2 separate regions of the Mus musculus genome follow, and region 1 is linked to region 2. A link is a contact called in public Hi-C data. All regions are on one chromosome and are shown on one strand. The core of a region is the stretch at or near the end of the contact, and the rest is flanking DNA. Distances in the headings are between cores, read along the strand shown. Region 1 overlaps Mdh1 (malate dehydrogenase 1, NAD (soluble)). Region 2 has its middle 55 kb from the start of Ugp2.

The links. A called contact is a pair of places that touch in the nucleus more often than the background predicts.
Region 1: a contact with region 2 is called in a Hi-C map of liver, with 2.7 times the contacts expected there. The contact joins two enhancer-like sites. A contact is called at or near these places in 1 of 484 Hi-C or Micro-C datasets (liver) and 1 of 9 other capture datasets (adipose tissue).

What each region holds. Positions count from the first base shown.
Region 1 is chr11:21,563,531-21,566,230 of GRCm38.p6, reverse strand. It overlaps Mdh1 (malate dehydrogenase 1, NAD (soluble)), which reads left to right. Exons shown (of 9, transcript NM_008618.3): 3 at 311-407; 4 at 2,015-2,190. Among named protein-coding and RNA genes, the nearest start is that of Mdh1, 7.1 kb to the left of the region's middle. Within about 2 kb of position 1,325, at least 30 of the 459 cell types and tissues checked have an H3K27ac peak or open chromatin away from gene starts, as enhancers often do. A contact at or near this core is called in adipose tissue and liver, where this site is marked.
Region 2 is chr11:21,424,327-21,427,026 of GRCm38.p6, reverse strand. No RefSeq gene overlaps it. Among named protein-coding and RNA genes, the nearest start is that of Ugp2, 55 kb to the right of the region's middle. Within about 2 kb of position 1,341, at least 61 of the 459 cell types and tissues checked have an H3K27ac peak or open chromatin away from gene starts, as enhancers often do. A contact at or near this core is called in adipose tissue and liver, where this site is marked.

The DNA.
Region 1 (2,700 bases), core at 76-2,575, 140 kb before region 2:
CAATGCTAAAATATGTATGCTAAAATCCTTTTCTAAAGTCTTTGTTAATTTTTTTCTCTCGACCTACAGATAATTGAACTTTCTCTTCATGTCAGATATCGTAGTCATCTATTGTTAGCTATTTATAAAGAGAAATCATACCTGCAGCTACTAAGCAAGCTATGGCATCTCTCTTCCATAATTATGACTAATTAGTGGGAACTAAATATATACAAACAAAAATAGGGTGGGACTTTGTGTGAGAGAGAATGCAGTAACCACCCCGACCTTCACCATAACCGCATTGCCTGCTGTCCTTGCTCTTTGGCAGCCCATCATTCTTGTGCTGTTGGACATCACCCCCATGATGGGTGTTCTGGACGGTGTCCTGATGGAACTGCAAGACTGTGCCCTTCCCCTTCTGCAGGGTGAGTTGGGAAGTCAAAGAAAACAGATGGTATAGCACTGCATAGCTTACTAAAGATAGATTGTTTTAAAGATTTGTATTAAAGATTGTCAGAAATTGTTTCACAAAAGTGTTTTGTTGTTGTTGTTTGAACTACACTACTGTTTTTAACGCAAATACCAAGAACAAATAAGTACAAAAGCAAGAAGCAATCGGTGGCAAGTCAAGGGCTTGTTTTCCCTCATGCCTACATATAATTTATAATACTAATTAAGTATAGTATGCTCAAGGATTTTACATCCAGGTTGTTTGCATTGTGCTGTTATTTGAAGTCATTTAGAAGTAATAGTAGGATCCTATAACAGACTACTTTCCATTCCAAGGGGTGTTCTCCAGGTTGGGTGCTGCTCTAGGCATTAGTTGTTCCTTGTATATTTCCTCTTCCATTTGCCAAGCACAGGTTTGAGATGGGTAAACTGTCCTTAAACTGCCCAGCTTGAGGGAAAGCATGAACTAACTCCGTGTCCCATCAGACATTTCCTAGAAGAGCGACTCTCCAGGTCACTTGTTGGGTGGCTCCTGTTTGTGCCAGCCTTTCTGTGGCTCCTTTTCCTTACAGCCCTTTCCGAGGCGGTCCCTCTGCGGCATTTCTATTTACAGCCCTTTTTCTGCTGTGTCCTCTGTCACTAATGGCCCAGAGTTTCCTCAGACTGCTGTAAATGTGGCAGCAAAGGGAAACCGTGACCGAAAAGGGACACAGATAGTTTTTTTTTTCCTTACATTCCTCCGTTTGGGGTCTCAGCAACCTGACTGAGATGGGTTTATTAGCCTAAAACGTTACAGATAGAAATGCTGACTTTCAGCTATGGCCTTTTTAATATGTTCAAAGGAAAACAACATTGCATGTTCCTTGATCAAAAAACAAGTTATATATTTATCAGATTGACACTGGGTTCCAGTTGAACTCTGGACCAACCTCCCTATCTTATCAGAGTGGCACTAATTCCCTTATGCCTTAGTTTCTTCATCTGTGAAATGTGAAGATTACATTTGATAGAATACAATCCTTTGCATTATCCCTATTAGAGTATGCCCTGGTAAACATTATTTTTTCAATTGGTATCTTAAATCTTGGAATAACTATAATCTAAAGATTAGGTGAGTCAGTTTTTCTTTTGTTTTATCCATGGAGATATATATATATGTGTGTGTGTGTGTGTGTGTGTGTGTGTGTGTGTGTGTATACACACATATATATACACACATAGATGTATATACATATATATATCCATAGATATAGATATATCTCCATAGAGATATAGATATATAGATAGATATGTAAAAAACAAATGCTGCATCATATCTAATTATGTAAGTGATAAAAACATAAAGCTATTTTAATTGAGATAATTATTGATATAAAAATACAAAATAATTATTGACTTTCTGCTGTGTTCTTAGGGGTCATTAAGTGAGTGTATTATCTTTAGGTCTCTGAAAAGTGCATCAATGTGAACTATGAAAATCAACATTTGGCACAGTTTAAAAACATAAGTAGATTCAATATGAAAGGGGAAACTTCAACTTGGTCATTTAAGTAGCACTGTGTGTTGTTTGCCATGTCCATAGATGTCATTGCAACGGACAAAGAAGAGATTGCCTTCAAAGACCTGGATGTGGCTGTCCTAGTGGGCTCCATGCCAAGAAGGGAAGGCATGGAGAGGAAGGACCTACTGAAAGCCAATGTGAAAATCTTCAAATCCCAGGGCACAGCCTTGGAGAAATACGCCAAGAAATCAGTTAAGGTGACTCACAGCAGATTTCATGGGGTTGTTTTCTTACTTGTATTTCAGACTTCTGCTTTTGATGTTTAAATGCCAGAACTGCTTGTATTAGTTTATAGTTCTATACCAAGGTCAGCAAGTACAGATAGACATGGAGGGAAAAGACAGCTTTCTTGTACTGCTTGCTGTGAGTGCTTGTTGAGACCTTCAGGGTCATTTGTGTGTTCTGGAAGGTGACTGCTGAGTGCTTTCTGTCAGTCACTGCAGACGCAGCTTCTGCGTTCATGGAATTGTTACAGGCTGTTTCATGACTTCCTCTTCTGTCTCTGTAGCTATTTATATTCATTCTAAGTTTGTCTTCATGTTCCAAAGCCATTCTTCATAAGTGACCTGGATATAATATTTCATTGTTGCCTATATTTTTGTTTACTGTGCATTTCATTTTAAATAGTTAACTTTCCTCTGTAATCATTAACAAGGAGTAAGAATGATCAGGAATGCACAGGGCTCTTGCTAAGAGATTACAGAGGT
Region 2 (2,700 bases), core at 92-2,591:
ACAGAACACCTTCCAGTCCTAAGCAGGAGGACTTTCAGACTTAGGCATAAAATCCACAGTTTGCACCAGATCCCAAAGAGAAATTATTCCAGCTGCCTAGACACCAGACTCACAAAGAGGAGTCCAACAGGAGAGGAGGTATACCCAGTCCTTCTATTTGTTGAGTTCCATTTCAAAACAGAACAGCCATTCATTTCTCTGACAGCTATAGAGCTCAAGATTAAAATTTTTCATGCTTCACACACAAAAATGTACTTTCCATAGAAAAGTGCTGTACTGCCCTTTAAGAAAAGAAGTCATGAAAATGGTGGTCTGCAGAACAAAACTAATCCATGTCTGTTCATATGTCTGTTTGAATTTAAATTCTTTGAAATTACATTTACTCTCTCTCTCTCTCTCTCTCTCTCTCTCTCTCTCTATGTATGTGTGTGTGTGCAAAACCACTCATATGCACACATGCATGCCATAATAGGCTAGTGGAGGTCATAGAACGATATGTAGAAGCCTACTCTCTCCTTCCAGCCTAGCAGCAATGCCCTTTGTCGGCTGAGCTATCTTGCCTGTCCTGTATTTAATTTCTTAATGTAAAATTAAAACTACGAATTTTCTACTTCTCAGGGCCAAAGGGTGACAAGATTTTCATTCATTACAAAAGCAGAAAACCAATAACAATAATTCGGGCTTTGGGAACGAAGACCAGTAAGGGCTGAGGTTGTGGGAGGGAGAAGAGAAGCAATGGTTGGAATTCAGTGCCTGTATTTGAGAGATGTGCTATGGTGTGGTGAGCTGCTATCTTCCCTCTCCTGAGGAGAGAGACTTAACATATGATGGCGATGATGTGCTTCAGTACATGAACTAAGAGGGGCACTGAAAGAAGACACTCGCAAGGTGACAGCACTTCTTCAGAAGATGTTTTAGATCCAGGTGACAAGACAGGAAGGTCAGAACTTCAAGGACATGCACAGCTACATAGCAGATTTGAGGTGAGCCTGGGACACATGATTAGCATGTCTCAAAACACCAAAAGAGGGGGAGTGGCTGGGAGGAGGAACAAGAGCAGGAAGAGGAAGAGGAAGGGTTTCTCTGAGAAACAAGGATTTGATGAACTCAGAAGTGACAGTGCATTTCTCTGACTTTGGGGTGGAGAGTATAGAAACCACTCTCCTTGTGATGTCTCCACAGAGCTGTGTCTAATGCAATCCCTTCATGAGAGATGCCTCCAGGCTGCCATGTCTCTACAGCTTCTGGGAGACACATGGGGCATTTTCCTCTCCCACCCATGGGACTTTGCTCCAGTGTTTACCACAGAACTTGGCAGAACCATAAAGCTGGCACTGGAGTTTGCCAAGAGGAACTATTGCGGCTGCCTCTTCAGTGACAACGCTGAGCACATTCTGCCTAGAGCCAATGATATGACTGTTGATGAATCTCCAGAAGAACTACGTTTTCTCATCGCTGATGTGCAGTCAGGACTTTGCCATCCTGTTGGGCATACTAGAACTAGCAGAGAATGACAAAAGGGACGTGGTGGTCTCTGTATGCCCACGTGGTGTTCAATTGGAGTTTTCACTAAGAAACTGGGGCTTTCTACCCACTAGCCAGTTACAGCTGGCAGGATTTTTTTTTATAGGATTTGCGGAGTAATTATTTCTCTTTGGCTGACAAGGGAGGGGAGAGGTAATGCTATGGCTGCTTAGAAGAATAGAGAAAGCATGATGGTCCTTCTAACCATCCTACAGAAAGTAAAACCAAAATCCAAAATACCAAAAAAACAAAACAAACAAACAAACAAACCGTTTTTCTTAAAACAATCTTTGCTAAAGAACACTCCTGTCTGGCAAGAAGGACCTTTGTTACATGGCCCAGGCCTTAGGACTATCCAGAGGATACAGGTGTAAACTCTAGCTTAGTACCCTGAACCCGTGGACGCCAGAGGCCAATCACATTTTCCTGCAGCAGATTCATAGAAACATCCTGACATGATTACAGTTGAGGTCAGTAGGTTGCTCTCCTACTCATTTGTTAAATGGAGATGGCACCCAAACATTCTTAGGATTTCCTGTGCCTCCATCAGCATCCTATTCTGACATGCATCTCGGCACCTCATTGGCTGGTTGCCGTTAAAATACATTTTATACTTAAGATCATGGGTCTCAACAGGGTTTGCCACTTCTGTGTGGATAAGGAGAGAATAATATTTTTGGTGGATATGCAGTCAGGTATAAGGGAAAGGGGTGCCTCTGAGGACCCATGCTGAGGCATCCCTTCCCCCTGAGAGACCAGCCACAGGGTATGGGGTAGTAGAGAGTAGTAGACACAGAGAAAGGCAGAGAGAGAGAGAGAGAGAGAGAGAGAGAGAGAGAGAGAGAGAGAGAGAGAGAGAAGAGGAGTAAAGGCCAGCCATGAGTATGTGGAGAGAGAGGGGGAACTGGGGACAGAACAGGAACAAGAGAGCAAGAAAGAGGGGGGGGAACCTAGTTGTGGCCTGGTAACTAAGGGGTGGAGCCTAGACAAAATGCTAACAGAAACCAACAAGGTTAGCTGTTAAAACAAGGAACTCTTCTGTTACATGATTTAGAGATTGATAGAACTTGAGATTCAACTTCTGTAAGATCTAAATATATAACCCAACACTATGCTCTTTAATTTTTTTATTAGGCCTCTGAACTGGGTACTCTGATAATGAATGAATGAATGAAT